Linked DNA regions of Hordeum vulgare: region 2 is linked to region 1. Evidence: chromatin contacts called from public Hi-C data. All regions are on one chromosome and are shown on one strand. Each heading gives the region's core, a stretch centred on a gene start, on an enhancer-like site or on the middle of the called end of the contact. The rest is flanking DNA. Distances are from core to core; before and after follow the strand shown. Region 1 has its middle 31 kb from the start of LOC123430644. Region 2 holds the start of LOC123427471.

Region 1 (7,524 bases), core at 2,788-5,287:
GAAAGAAAAAGGAACAAAAAACTCGTTTTTTCGTTTCCGAGAGACACGAATGCCTTTCACGAAAATAAATTCATGCCTCTCTAGGAAGAAAAATAAATAAGGAAACATGTTTTCCCCGTTTCTGAGAGGCAGGTCGTGCCTCTCGCGAAAGGAAAAAAATGAAGAACATGTTTTTTGGTTCCGAGAGGCACGGTGTGTCTCTCATGGAAGAAAATTTCTACCTCTCGCGGTAGAAAACCCGTACCTTTTGAGAAGGAAAACGCGTTTTTGCATGCAAAAATATATTTTTTTTGATAAAAAATCATCCAGAAACTAAGAAAGACCATTGAAAAAACCATAACACCAAACAAAATTGCAAAAAAAACATTTAAAAACCAAAAACGTGTGCAAAAAAATTCAAAGGGAACGACTAAAACTTGATACGTTGCAGCGGCAAAACGCAACAAGTGGCAGCGCGTGTGAGTGACCCTTGGAAGTCTCCCAAAGGAGCGATCCTCACATAGTTGCTTCCCTAATTAGGGGAATCATTTGCAAAGGTCACTCCTACCTTTCTAGAGTGTGATAGGTGTCATGTGAGTTTTTACTTTTTCATATATTAATTTATTTAAAACATTTTATTGTTTTAAACCATACGTCCAAATCATTAACCATTTTCAGTGTTGAATTTCTCGCATCAAAAACTTCAAAACTACTCCCTCCGTACCATAAGATAAGAGCGTTTTTTATACTGGTGTAGTGTCAAAAATGTTCTTATATTCTGGAATAGATGGAGTAAATCTCATATTAATAGATTTCAGCAAACTTCTTTTTCACAAAAAAATAGAAAAAATATCGAGCAAGAAGCATGATTTCCCCTCGCTTTTCTCCCTTTCTGATAGTCACAGTTGTGCCCCCTCTTTTTATTAAAAATAAAAATAAAATACACATGTTTTGAAAAAATATTTAAGTTTTGGAAACTGTTTGTGCAGTGTTAAAAATGTTCACACTTCCAAACATCGTTAATCTTGTATTCTTTTTAAAAAATATAAATCAAGCATTTGAGAAAAAAATATTTAATATGTAAAAAAATATTGATCATGTATTCAAAAAGGGTTGACCATGGATTCAAAAAAATCAATGTTGTATTTGAAATATGTTATTCAACCATTTTAAAATGTTAAAATATATAGAAAGAATGTTGACCGTGTATTAATAATTTTTGACAATGTATTAAAAATGTCGCTTCTATTTTCAAAATATTAATCAGGCATTTATTTTTTATAAATCTATATATAAAAATGTTGACCGTGTCTTCCAAAAGTATGAAACTTGTATATGAAATTTTTTAATTCAGCATTTGAATTGCTAAATATGTATTGAAAACATTACTGATCACGTATCAGAGAAAGTTAAGCTTTTATTTAGTAGAATGTTATTCAAACATTTTAAAATGTAAAAAAGCTCTATGGAATAAAAGTTAACCATGCATTCAAAGAATGTTAATCTTGTATTCAAAATTTGTGAACGTGTATCAGAAAAATGAATTAGATATATATATATACCAAAAATATAAATTTTGTATGGACAAACTAGAAATTAGAAATATAAGTTTTTAAAAAAGTGTATATAAAATTGTTTCTGATATATGCGAAAGATGTTGAATGTTTACTGAAAATAAGTTAACCTGTGTTGAACCCCATGAAAATTAAGAAACAAAAAATGAAATGCGAAATAAAACAAAAAACAATGTAACGAAGAATGACAAAAAAATAGTGAAAAATAAAAGAGAACTAACTACATAACAAAGAAAAAATTAAAATAGAGGAAAACGGGTGAAGAAGAAAACCAAAGAAGGAACAATGTAAACCAAAGAAAATAAAACCTATGAAAACCGATAAAGAAACCAAAAAAACAATGAAAGCAATGAAACTGCAGAAAAAATAAAGAAAGACAGAAAACCGGAAAAACAAATGATGATATAAAGAAAACTGAAAGAAACACAAGAAAAAAAATAGGATAGAAAACTAAGCGAACCGAACGAATCGAACGTAGCGAGAGCAGCGTGCGAGCGAATTGACGGGCCGGCCTTGTACTATAGCTGATAGAGAAAAAACCTTGAGCTACCTGTAAGCAAGGTATAGGCATGTGTCTCGCAAACTCGCCCGGTCGCTTGCTGTTTTTTGTCTTTGTGTTCGCTCTTTATTTATTTTTCTCCTATTTTGTTGTATTATTTTTCACACAAAAAAAGGTAGCCGTTTTTTTAGTTAAAACATGTTCACTGATTTCATAGAAAAGTTCACAAATTCGAGAAACGTTTACGAAAATGAAAATGTCTATAGATTTGAAAAAAAACACAATTTCAAAACTGTTATCAAATTTATAAAAATAATGGATTTGCAAGTCACAAATTTGAAAGAAGGATAGGGAATGGGATAAAAAAGACTCCGAATTTGCAAAAGTTCATGAATATGGGAAAATGTTCACATATTTTTAAAAAGTTTACGGATCTAAGAAAACCATGCAATTAGGAAAACGTTATGAATTTAAAAGAAGCTCATGTATACGAGGAAAAAAGTTTGCCAAAAGGAAAAAGATCAATAATTTTTAAAATCACAAACTTACAAATTATCATAAGTTCGAGTTAAAAGGTACACGAATTTGAAGTAAGGTTAAAAATTTAAGACAAAAAAATGAAAAATAAATGTCATACTTGATGGGAAAAGGTCATGAATTTGAAATAATTTCACAAAACATAGACAAAATCGTTGATGCAATTGAAAAAAATCGCATATTTACAAGAAATAGTTCATGAAGTTGAAAAAAGTTCACGAATTTGAGACAGAAAGTTCACAAATTTGATTTTACCCTAATTTATGAATTTAATAAAAAAATCACGGATTTGAGAAAGTTCACAAAATTGAAAAATACGGAAATGATAAATTTAAATGTAAACAGAAAAAAAACAGCCTAAAACCGGACAGGGAAAAATGCCCAGCCAAAATCATTTTACAGTGATTTTTTCTCTGTTTTCGCAAGACAATGGACGGATTTTTTCACAGTTTTAGCTCATAAGACGTAAATAATTCACAGAATGAACTCGATTTGAAAGTATTTTCGGATCTGACTTTTTTAGAAACGCCAGAGCCCGTGGCTTTGCTGCTTCACGTAGAAACGCCAGTCTATCGTGACGTTTCTGGTCCACATTCAGACGCCAGTCTAGCGTCGCCTTGTAGTCAAACTTAGCAACGCCAGGGGTGCTGGCGTTGCTATCCACGTAGCAAACGCCATTAACAATGACGTTGCAGCATTGGTACGTATGTTCAGCGCGCGCGACGGGTCTCGCGTTGATGATAGGATATGCATGGGATGGGATCGGCGCCGGCTGGCTGCTGCTACCACTAAAGAATAAGCATGCTGCAGGATGTGCAACTGGGCCTATGTCTATGTGTTCGTTTCTTGTCATTTTTGGCCAGTGTCACGCTGTAACTGACCACTTATGTTCACTGTACCGCTGACTAGTCTGCTACCACTTCAATTGTATGCATGGACAGTGCACTTCATTTCTATGCTGCAAAGAGAGACCCGTCGCGCGCGCTGAACATACGTACCAATGCTGCAACCTGTCAGCGGTACAATAGACATAGGCCTAGTTGCACATCCTGCAACATGCTTATTCTTTAGTGGTAGCAGCAGCCAGCCGGCGCCGATCCCATCCCATGCATATCCTATCATCAACGCGAGACCCGTCGCGCGCGCTGAACATACGTACCAATGCTGCAACGTCATTGTCAATGGCGTTTGCTACGTGGATAGCAACGCCAGCACCCCTGGCGTTGCTAAGTTTGACTACAAGGCGACGCTAGACTGGCGTCTGAATGTGGACCAGAAACGTCACGATAGACTGGCGTTTCTACGTGAAGCAGCAAAGCCACGGGCTCTGGCGTTTCTAAAAGAGTCAGATCCGAAAATACTTTCAAATCGAGTTCATTCTGTGAATTATTTACGTCTTATGAGCTAAAACTGTGAAAAATCTCACAATGGACCGGACCTGTCGAGGGCTGTCCTTGTGTAGGCGCGCCAATCGAACGCAGCGCGCAACGTATAGGAGCTCTTTGGATAGGAGATGCCAAAAAAAGGCGCTAGATACCTTTTATTTTCTGGATATCAGTTTGTTTTGTCATATAAGCACCTAGATAGGTGTCCAGCATGTTGGGCTGGTTCACCAGGCATTTCTCCCCCTGTTTTCCTTTTCCTATTTTACGTCTTTTCTTTTCTTATTGAGACTGCTTACCACGTCTGCCGTTGGTCATATATTATTTTTTTCGTAAAAATATCAGATATATTGTAAAGTACAAAGAATATCAAATATAATAGAAATTACATCAAGATTATAAGATAACGAGCCGTCGACGTACCGCTTTTCTATCGGAGCTGGCTTGATCTTGTCGATGATAGCCAAAATTCCTTTTGCACGTGCCATTAAGGACCAACACCCTAGGGTCATAGTCGTCGTCGCTCAACCCTCGCATAGATCAGAAAACGACTGACAGTAAATTTCGTCAGATAACAAGAAATCCTAACTTTACAACCCCAAGGAGATGGTGGAAACCTACGCCGGAGATTCGTTAACTACGTTCACACAAACGAACTCGAGGAGGAAGTACTATCATCTGTCCGAGCACCATACGTGTGAGGATTATGAAACTCTAACCTGAAATACTAACATGAGCGAAGACAACGAGATTCTTCTACTTCTCCACTGTTGGTCTTTCTTCTCTTTCCCATTTTATTTTTATAATGTTTCTTATGTTTTCATGATTTTTTTGTACTTTATTTTTTTCACCTCGAACATGAGTGAAAAAATTTGAATGAAAAAAAAACTTGCAAAATGGCAAGGTGGAGGGACCCCGAGAGATGTTGCTAGTGTGATAGCCCGACTGTGGGTCTCCCCTTCAAGGCCCTTCACCGTGGGTGTTGGGCGTGTGTCGCTCTGCCACGACCGGCTCACTTTCCCGTCGAAGTTGATGTTGCATACCTCTGTGACGTCGCATCCTCCTTGTGTGGTCGGTGTTTGCTCCCTGAAGGATAGGGGTGGAGTTATATGGCTCTTTCTCCTCTCATGTTGGACACAATTCATCGTCGATGCCTACCTTCCTTTTTATATTGTTTACCTCTTAGGGTGAGTCCATCGCCCTGCTCGTGGCTCCGGTGTTGTAGATCATGTCCGAGCTTAGTGAGCTACGTCTCAGTCTGTCAATGAATTATATGAAGGTGGACACATCGGTGACCTCGGCTGAGGAACAAGATTCATATTTGTCAAATGAGCAGCTCGAGGTTTCTATGATTGATGATGCGAAAGCGAAGGCATCTGTGATTTCGTGATGAATAATGGTCGGTTTCTCGAGTTCTCGTCGGTGATTTCGTGATGAATAATGTTGGGTTTCTCGTGTTGTACGTGGCTTTGGTATTTTAAGTCGTTGTTGTCAGTTTTCTCGAAGGGGTTCCGTTGCATTGTAAAAGTGTTGAGGATTCTGGCTGTTACGTGAGTTATCGTTTTGCTTCGTGTTGAGTGAGTTTGTTTGTATTAATTTTCAATCGGTTTAGTCCGTAAATTAACTGTGCAGTTGTTTTTTAATTAACCAATGAGATAATTGTTCTGACTCGTTTCGAAGAAAAAAATAGTCCGACATAAGCAAAGACGGCCGGAGTAGTTGGCTGATGGCCTGAAGGTGCGCCACAATTACGTCAGGCAAACTGTAGGTGGGAAAGGACAGTTGAGAGTCTCCCTCACGTCGTCATGGCGGCAGGTGCTGTACGTATATGCTCGGTCGGCTTTGCATTGCATCACGCAAGGAAGACATTGTTGGCCATGAATAAGCAGGCCTCATGAATGAGGCTTACATGTCCGAACCAGATCCGAAATCACAGGCCTGGTGGACATGGACTCTAACTTGTGCAAACCGGCAGCAGCATCCATGTGCCATGTGGATATTGACGTTAAAAGGTTTAAAGATGCCGAACGCATTTTCGATGCGGTGTTATATTGATTTGCGGAACGGTCCGGACGTAATTTCTTCGACAAAGCGAAGACAAATGTGGCGAAGGTTATGAAAGTCCCGACCACTACTTTGGCCGATTCTGATCGCACTCGCCCACCCCTCTTCCATGTGCGATTTCCGCCGACACCGGCTGCCCACATTCATGTCGTTGTAGAGCGGACTCTTTCCATTGAAGAGCGGACGCGACCTCTCACTGGTGGTTCGGCGATAGAATTGAAGCGGCTCGTCGGCCTAGGGCGGCGTCCGCGACGCGTCTCTCGGGTCCACATTTGTTCAATGTTGTAGACGCGTGGCTGGACGGGACGGGACGTCTATCTACCATGTCCGTCCAATGCCCGGTCCGTCCATATGCCGCCATTAAACAGGTGAAAGGACATGAATGTCGCCTAGATAGGGGGTGAATAGACGCTTTAAAATAATAATAGCTTCAATAAATGGGGAATGGAACTAATATTTAATTGGTCAAGCACAAAACCTAAAACAACAAGGCTCATCTATGTGCACCAACATTTTATGCTAAGCATGATAAACAACTAAGTGATGGCAAGATATATAACAAGAAATAATAAGTCTATCACAAAATAAAGTGCATAAATAAAGGGTTCGGGTAAGAGATAGTCGAGGCACGCGAAGACGATGATGTATCCCGAAGTTCACACACTTGGATATGCTAATATCTATTTGGAGCGGTGTGGAGACACAATGCTTCCAAAGAAGCCACTAGGCCCACCGTAATCTTCTCACGCCCTCGCACAATGCAAGATATCGTTATTCCACTAAGGGCCCTTGAGGGCGGTCACCGAATCCTTACAAATGGCAACGCTTGGGGCGGTTACCTAACCCGTACACTTTGGTAACCCTTGGGACGGTCACCGAAACCCGTACAAATTGCTCGGGACAATCTCCACAACTGAATTAGAGACCTCGACGCTTGTGCGGAGCTTCCGGAGCTTTACACCATAATGATTGAGCTTCGAGGCACCACCAACAATCTAGGGCGCCAATGCACCCAAGAGGTACAAGATCTAGGGTGCCCAAACACCCCAAGAGTAATAAGCTTCTCAAACTTCACTTTCAAGTATCACCGTGGAGAACTCAAATCTATGCATCAAATGTAAGGGTAAGGGCACACGGAGTGCCCAAGTCCTTCTCTACCAAAGCCCACAACAACAACTAATGATATCTAGGCAAATGAGAGAAAGAACGAAGAAGAAAACACAAATAAGTCCAAGATCTAGATTCAAGGGGTTCCGCTCACATAGAGGAGAAAGTGATTGGTGAAAACATAGATCTAGATCTCCCCTCTTTCTCTTTTCCCTCAAGAACTAGCAAGAATCATTAGTAAGAAGGTCCACAATGGCGGAATAACTCGAGTTCAAAGGATAAGATCCATTAGGGAAGAAGTCCCTCTTAAATAGTCCCTCCCAACTCTAACTGTTATACCCACAACCACAACACAGGCGATACTACCGCTCCGGAGAGCGGT
Region 2 (7,524 bases), core at 1,534-4,033, 450 kb after region 1:
CACGATGGAGTATTGTTGTGGTGTTAGTGGACTCGTGTGTGATAAATCAAGTTGTCAAAATTATTTAAAAATGCAAGTTGTCTAGCCATGAGTCATATGCTGGCTTTTCGCATGAAACCCCACAACTCCTTATTGATACATTGCATGAGTAGATAGTTATCCTAAAGTCTTGTTGAGTACCTCTGTACTCACCTTTGCTTAAGAATTTGTTGCAGAGGTTGTTAATGACCCTAATGGAGGGTTCTACCTAGACATCAACGACGACGAGTAGCTGGTATCCCAGCTACGATCTGGCCCTAGGGTGGGTCTGTAGATAGTCAGGCCATGTGCCTTTATCTTTCCATCTGTCTGTACTCAGACAACTTTACTCTTCCGCTGGTTTGTAAGAATTGTGTGTATGACTTGTGATGATGGGTCGTGAGACCCCTACTTTGTAATATTATGTGTGTGGCTCTTCCGAGCCTTCTAAATAAAGTTTGTATGTTTATGGTTATGTTGTGATGCCATCGATGTATCTATATATATCGGTATGCCATGCGTACGTGTGTTGTACTTGATATGTATGGGGTTCGATTACCTAGCCATAGGCTTTAGTAGCATTCCTTATAGGGAAATGCCCCTTTGTGATCCAACGAGCCATGGTAGTTCGCTACTGCTCCGGACACATTGGTTGACTGGCATGTATCCTTCTTAGCTGATGTGTTTGTCCCCGTTGGGGAAATGTCAAGCGATATAATGGAGTCCTTGTAGCTTGCTACGACTCGTCTACATTCGCTGGTGACCGACACCTGCTTTGCTGGGTCATGTATGCCTGTCCCTGTGCGGAACTGCCACTTTGGTTTATGACTAGACATGTCGATCCGGGTTCTTTGTCATTGGATTGCTAGCGACACAATTGCATACGCGAGTCAAAAGGCGCAAACGGTCCCGGCTAAGGTAAGGTTGCAGCCGTGGGGATAACCGTGCGTGAGACCGCAAAGAGATGCGATGTGTTACAGGCTGGATTCCTATGGCTTAGGATCGGGGTCCCGACAAGTCTCGGTTCGTACCAACCCAACAAACACTTTCGGAGATATCCGTAGTACACCTTTATAGCCATCCAGTTACGTTGTGACGTTTGATGCACCCAAAGCATTCCTACGGTATTCGGGAGTTGTACAATCTCATGGTCTAAGGAAACGATACTTGATATTACAAAACTTTAGTAGACGAACAACACGATCTAGTGCTATGCTTAGGATTGGGTCTGGTCCATCACATCATTCTCCTAATGATGTGATCCCGTTATCAATGACATCCAATGTCCATGATCAGGAAACCATGATCATCTATTGATCAACGAGCTAGCCAACTAGAGGCTCACTAGGGACACATTGTGATCTATATATTCACACATGTATTACTCTTTCCGGTTAATACAATTATAGCATGAATAATAGATAATTATCATGAACAAGGAAATATAATAATAACCACTTTATTATTGCCTTTAGGGAATATTTCCAACACGTGCGTACAAGAGAAACGCGCAAACCACATTGCATCACTCGGCCCCGACCACCCACCGATTGCCCGCCGTAACCGGGAAATCCGTAAAAATTTCCTCACCCTCACTTCTACCACAATCTTTTACGTCATGGAAGGCCCAAAGACTATCATGCAGGTGCGTCTCCGACCAGCTCATGACGAAAAGCCCATTTTCTGTCATAATTTTTTGGTCATAGAAGTGGGAGCCCACCACATTTATGACGATATGTGTTTTATCATAATTATCGTCATGGAAGTGTCACATCCATGAAAAAAAGTTTTTGCTTGAGCCATAATGTCAGGGATGTGTCTTTTTTTTGTAGTGGATGTTAGAGATTCTTAAGCTCATATTATTAATTTTATTAGACTCGGAAGCAATCATCGAATAAATTGTCTAGAGAGTCATAGTTGAAGGATGAATGAGATTATGTTAAAAATCTGTGTTGCACTCCTTCCGTCTCAAAGTTGAGTCATTTATTTTTGAGACAGAAGGAGTATCTTTTACATAGTGCTCCGTTTTCTCACTCGTGTCATGGTTCTAATTAATGCTATATGTGTTATTTGCATGTGTACAAGTGTAAATGTGATTTCATCATCTTTCTTGATGTTATATTTAAAACTTGGTTGCCAATGAAACGATTCATCAGAGATTCGGTTCGGATTTTGACTATGAATTTATTAACATACGTAGTGACAATACTACATCAATGTTATCCAGTTCGGACGTGGGTATGCTTTTATACTCATAGTAGGATCGTGGACTCGTGGCCGTGGGTGAAGGAGCATACCTTCCTATTTAATTATCAGGTCCGGTGAAACCTGACCCGACTGCGAGGTTAAAAAAAAGACCGCCACGTTCACTCAGACCTGGCCACAAGGGCCGTGCTTTCTGGGCCAATCCAGAAGCACGACGGTCCGACACGCTATGGATTAGGCACGGCACGGGCTAATCGGGTTATGCCAGGCATGCAACCCATTTCGGACCGTGCGTGGATCTGAAGGCTGGACACACGGGCCGACAAGGCACGACCTGTTTACAGTTTATTTATTTATTTATATATATATAAGATAGAAAATAATCCAACAGATTAAAATCGGCCTATAAAATCAGCCTAAAAGACTAAAAAGCCTAGCAGGCCATCGGACCTGACGTGTCGACGAACCGATTTGTATAGCTCCCGTGTTGTGTTTGGGTGTGGAGGCTGGGTACGTGGGCCGGCATGACCCGCCAAGGCACGATTACTGCGGGCCGTGCTCGACTTCTCGTGTAGCCGAGGAGATCGGACGGGGATCCCAGAGTCGCCCTCACTCTCTCTCCTCCCGAACCCAAGCGAAACCGACCGGCTCGCCGCGCTCCTCGCCCAACCCGGAATCCAGACCGGGTCTCCACGGTCGCGCTAGCTGCCATGGCGTGGTGGCGGCCGGCGGTGGTGCTGCTGGTACTGGCAGCGGCGCTGGTGGCGGCGGCCGCCGAAACCGGCGACTGCATCCACGAGTTGGTGCCCTACGAGGGCAACTTCGTGTCGGGGGATTTCGTCGTCGTCGACCATGACATCTTCTGGAGCTCCGACCGCCCCGACCCCGGCATCGACTTCACGGTACTCGCCCGATTCATCTCCCTCCTCCTCATCGCATTCTTCGCGCGGATTTGATTTGGATGCCATGATCTTCTGGTTGATTTGTACGTACTCGATTATGGGTTGTGTTCGTATGGATCTATATTATGGGGGCTGCCGGCTTGAATTTGGTCCCGCATCGAATCTCGGGGATCTGCGATTCGGCTTGTCGATTTGGCGATTAGTAATCTGCATGATTTTTGTTTACTTCTATTCTACTCCCTCAGTTCCTGGTGGACTATTGGTGCTTGCAAACTACGTACATCATTTGATAGTATTTGGATTTGAGATACACAGAACAGTAACAGTCCCCCCCAATTGAAGATAGGCTGCCTGTCATAGTGTCATGCCACTGCCTACAGATGCCCATGTCGGTATGTCACTCCCTAGAGAGCGCAGGAGCAAAATCAGCAGCTCACCTGCAGCAAGCAGCATCAATATACATCATGGTTGCATACGAGATACAAGCTAATGCAAAGCAGAAGCATCCGCAGCTCAGCACCAGCGCCCAGCTTTCTGGGCTGCGCTCCCATGTCGCCGCTGTATCGACGCAATCCCCAGCGCTGTATCAGCTTTCTTATCTTTCTTTTTAAGTCGAAAAAATTGAAATTTTGGGGATGCACATATAGGTGGAGTATCATGCATATCGACAATGTGCAAAGTGAACTGGTGTGGTACTTTAGATAAATACACGAGGCCATATTTTTAACGATTTCTATGAGGCAAATCAAGTATCTAAGTTTCTTCTTACCTCAATGGTAGCTTCAGCATGCTACAACAAATTGCTGTGAAGTTTTAGGTTTAGATATATTAGTTTATATGTCTCGGTTCACTTCATACCAATTTCTTTATATTAGGTTTTAGGTTTGTTGTTATCAGAACTTGTTTTGCAACTATATAATCAACTTTATGTTGCTCATCATGCTCAACAGCATTTGCTGGTTATTACGGGATACCCAACTTGGTCCTACTTTATCTGCTACGATTGTAAAAAGAATAATTTGTCTGGACTCAGTTCTCGCATCTGAACATTTATTTATTTCTTAATAGTTACTAATTCAATTTAGTTTAAAGACTTACATGTTCCCCTATTTTCATTTAGTTTGTTAATATCCACACTAGAAGCTAATCTGATGTTTTTTGACATGTTATGTTTGCTTATGAGCAATTGCATTTTATATGCTGTTGTTAATAATTGTTTAGTATGTTTCATTTAGCAATTGATCCATGGACCCCCTTGCTCATGTTTGATAATACTGTTTGTGAACATAGGTAACTTCACGAGGCGGTAACACTGTATATACGTTGAAGGGAATATCTGGCGAGAAATTTGAGTTTAATGCTCCAAGGGGTGGAACGTACAAGTTTTGTTTCCATAGTCCATATGGAGCACCTGAAACTGTTTCTTTCTACGTTCACGATGGTTAGCTTACTGGCCCTGTTCCTCAAGCTCAGTATTCTTCAAATTAGTTTGTTTGCAAGTGTTGAGCACTAACCGGTTTGATTGGATTCTTAATTGGATCAACGAGACATGAACCAGAAAATGTATCCGCTCTAGTAATACAGATATGCATGCAGGCATGACTAGCAAGCCATATATACCAAAATTTTGCTGTACCTTGCAAGAGATCAAATGGGCTGTGGCATGGGCAACTTGGTAGGCAAGTAGGAAAATACATAGTAGTTGTGTAAGCTATGGTGTTGATTGTGACTATTTACTGTTCTGAGCTTTATTATTAGCCGTGCACGTGCCTTCATTTTTATGGTCGTGCAGATGCATAACTTTAATTCAAAATCTTCAAACCTAAGCCTACATATTGGATTTATCTAAGTTGAGTAATTGAATTGAAATTCTGATGTAATATGCTTGCAGTCGATTTACTAATTTGTTTCTCTAAAGCAATATTAAACTACTATCAGCGAAAAATCAACTAGTGGGCTAGTATAGTCTCAATGCTATTGTTTATAAGAGGGTGAGTCTTGCCTTGTAAAAGAGAGAGTCTCGCCATATAAGGAGGAGTAAGATGTTGGATGAACTGTTTAGCTTCAGAGGATATAGTTTAATCCAATTAATTGGACTATGTCAATAGAATTGGAACTCTATTCACGTAGATTTTTCCACTGGACGCTAATTGGAATTGAAATCTCTCTGTGTTATTTAAACAACATCATAGTTACACATTTGAAAGTTTTGAACAAATTACTGCACCTATTAGTAATATGGTATCGTATCAAAACGGGGATGCAGAGGGGCCAATATGCATGAAACAGATCTACATTTGGGGGCCAAATAGGTGCCTTGCCAATATTTAGCATGCGAACAGAAACTGGCATGCCTAGGTGGCTATGTCATTTGGCAAATTACATTAGTAGTTGGCAAAATACCAATCATAACTTTTAAAATTATTGGCTGACAATATGTTGCCAAGCCCCAACTTTGGCTTGCTGAAATTTGGAAAGGCAAATGTTGGCATTAAACTGATCAGCCCCTGGATCTGTGGCCTTGTTAGTTGATCCTCATCATGAATCTTGTCTCACCTTTTATCTCAGGTCGCAATCTTGTTCGTGAGGAGGCCTTGAAGGGGGAAGCCTTCAAGAAGAGGTATGATGAGTGGATGGCCAGGTATCACCGCACATACAAGGAGGATGTCATGAAGAAGAGGTTCGAGGAGTGGATGACTGAGTACCATCGCACCTACAAGGATGATGAGGAGAAGGCGCAGCGCTATGAACTATTCAAGGACTGTGCCAAGATGGTTGATAAGCTTAACGTGTTTCCGGGTGGGGCGGCCACAAACAACTTCTGCGACTATTCTGAGGACGAGAGGCAACTCAGCACAGGGGCCGAGTAATCGTGATTGCCATCAGTGATGGCAAGGAAGTGACTCTTATCCCTAGGGTAAAATTGGATGTCATTCCTGTCTATTTGATTAATGTATGTATATTAGCTTTGATTATAATTAGCTATAATGACATAACCTTATATTTATGTGTGATATCTTAATCTGTATGAGCTCGGTCAGGGTGCAGTATGTGCCTTATGAATTCCAATCGTCTGAGACCTCGAACTCTTGTCATTGAGCATCTGCACAGAAATTTAGTAGTAACTAGTAAGTTCATAGTATCTTGGTGTAGAACCAGTCATGCACTATACCATACGAAATGTAATATCTCTGCTCGGTGGTCATTTGCTGCTCTGTCAACCGCAACATTGGCTGCTCCAAATAAACTAGACGAACTGCAACAAATTCATGTGAACTCTATGCCAGCTCTACATAGTAGTAACTGCAATTCAAGTGAACTCTTGTATAAACCTAACACACAAGGTTAGTCTTCAATTTATATTCTCATATATCAAAGAAAATTGCTTGCTGCTCTTAATATGTAATCTAATTGTGCTAATTATCACATATATATTGGAAAATGCCAACAGAGGCCGAGCTCGTTTTCAAATTTCATTTTCTTAGATCACGATTTTTTTTTGAATTTATTCGTGAAAACACATACACATGTATACTATGTATGTGCAAAATTTAACGGCATTATACTTCCCCATGTGGCTTATAGAAAAAAGGCAAATACACATTTTTAAACGGGCCTTTCATTTTTGTTGTCGGCCGGAATTTGTTTATTATGTATAGCCTACAAACCACAACATTATTAAACAAAATTTAACACGTTTTTGCGGAATACATATATGTTTCAACAGATCTTTTTCAGATTTTTTTGAAACTTCCAAATATGCTTTCCGATATTCTCAAAATACAGAGTTGCCTGGAGCTCGGTTTCCAAAAATCCTCACTCCATATATGACAAAAATAAGACAAAGTACAAAAACCATTTATGAACTCAAAAAGGCTGTGAATTTAAATAAAGTTAAACTGAATACATTATTTGTAAATACATAAACAAATGTTCACAAATTCAAAAACAATTGCAAACAATTATATAAAACCCTGAAAATAAATTTACATCCTGAGCAAGATTTAAAATGTGTGAACAATATTTCTGAATTTTGTGAACTTTTTTGGAATTTAAAAAAAATCAGAAATTATTATATTTAGAAAAAACACAAATAAATTTTAAAAACGTAAATGTATTTCTAAAAAAATATTTTTCATAAAATTCAATATTTTTAGTTTTTTGGAAAATTAAACAAAAATAGAATGAGAAAAAACTAACCCAAAGAAAACAAAAAACTAGTAAAAAGATCAGATCAAAGTTTTTGAAAAATAACCAGGAAGTATCCAAAAATAGTAGGGGACTTCCAGAACTTCCCAAAACCAGCCGCTATAGCGACCCCGCGTGATTCAATGGTCTGGCCCACGGCAAGTGCGAGTATGCAATCAGAGCCTTATCGCTTGGAGCGGGCGATTCATAT

The links. A called contact is a pair of places that touch in the nucleus more often than the background predicts.
Region 2: a contact with region 1 is called in a Hi-C map of leaf, with 3 times the contacts expected there. The contact joins the promoter of LOC123427471 here to the enhancer-like site in region 1. A contact is called at or near these places in 2 of 6 Hi-C or Micro-C datasets (leaf and seedling).

What each region holds. Positions count from the first base shown.
Region 1 is chr2H:586,209,609-586,217,132 of MorexV3_pseudomolecules_assembly, forward strand. No RefSeq gene overlaps it. Among protein-coding and RNA genes, the nearest start is that of LOC123430644, 31 kb to the left of the region's middle. Within about 2 kb of position 4,038, at least 1 of the 3 cell types and tissues checked has open chromatin away from gene starts, as enhancers often do. A contact at or near this core is called in leaf, where this site is marked.
Region 2 is chr2H:586,662,499-586,670,022 of MorexV3_pseudomolecules_assembly, forward strand. It overlaps LOC123427471, which reads left to right and starts at 2,784. Exons shown (of 3, transcript XM_045111525.1): 1 at 2,784-3,125; 2 at 4,416-4,566; 3 at 5,694-6,211. The coding sequence starts at 2,934. The coding sequence ends at 5,995.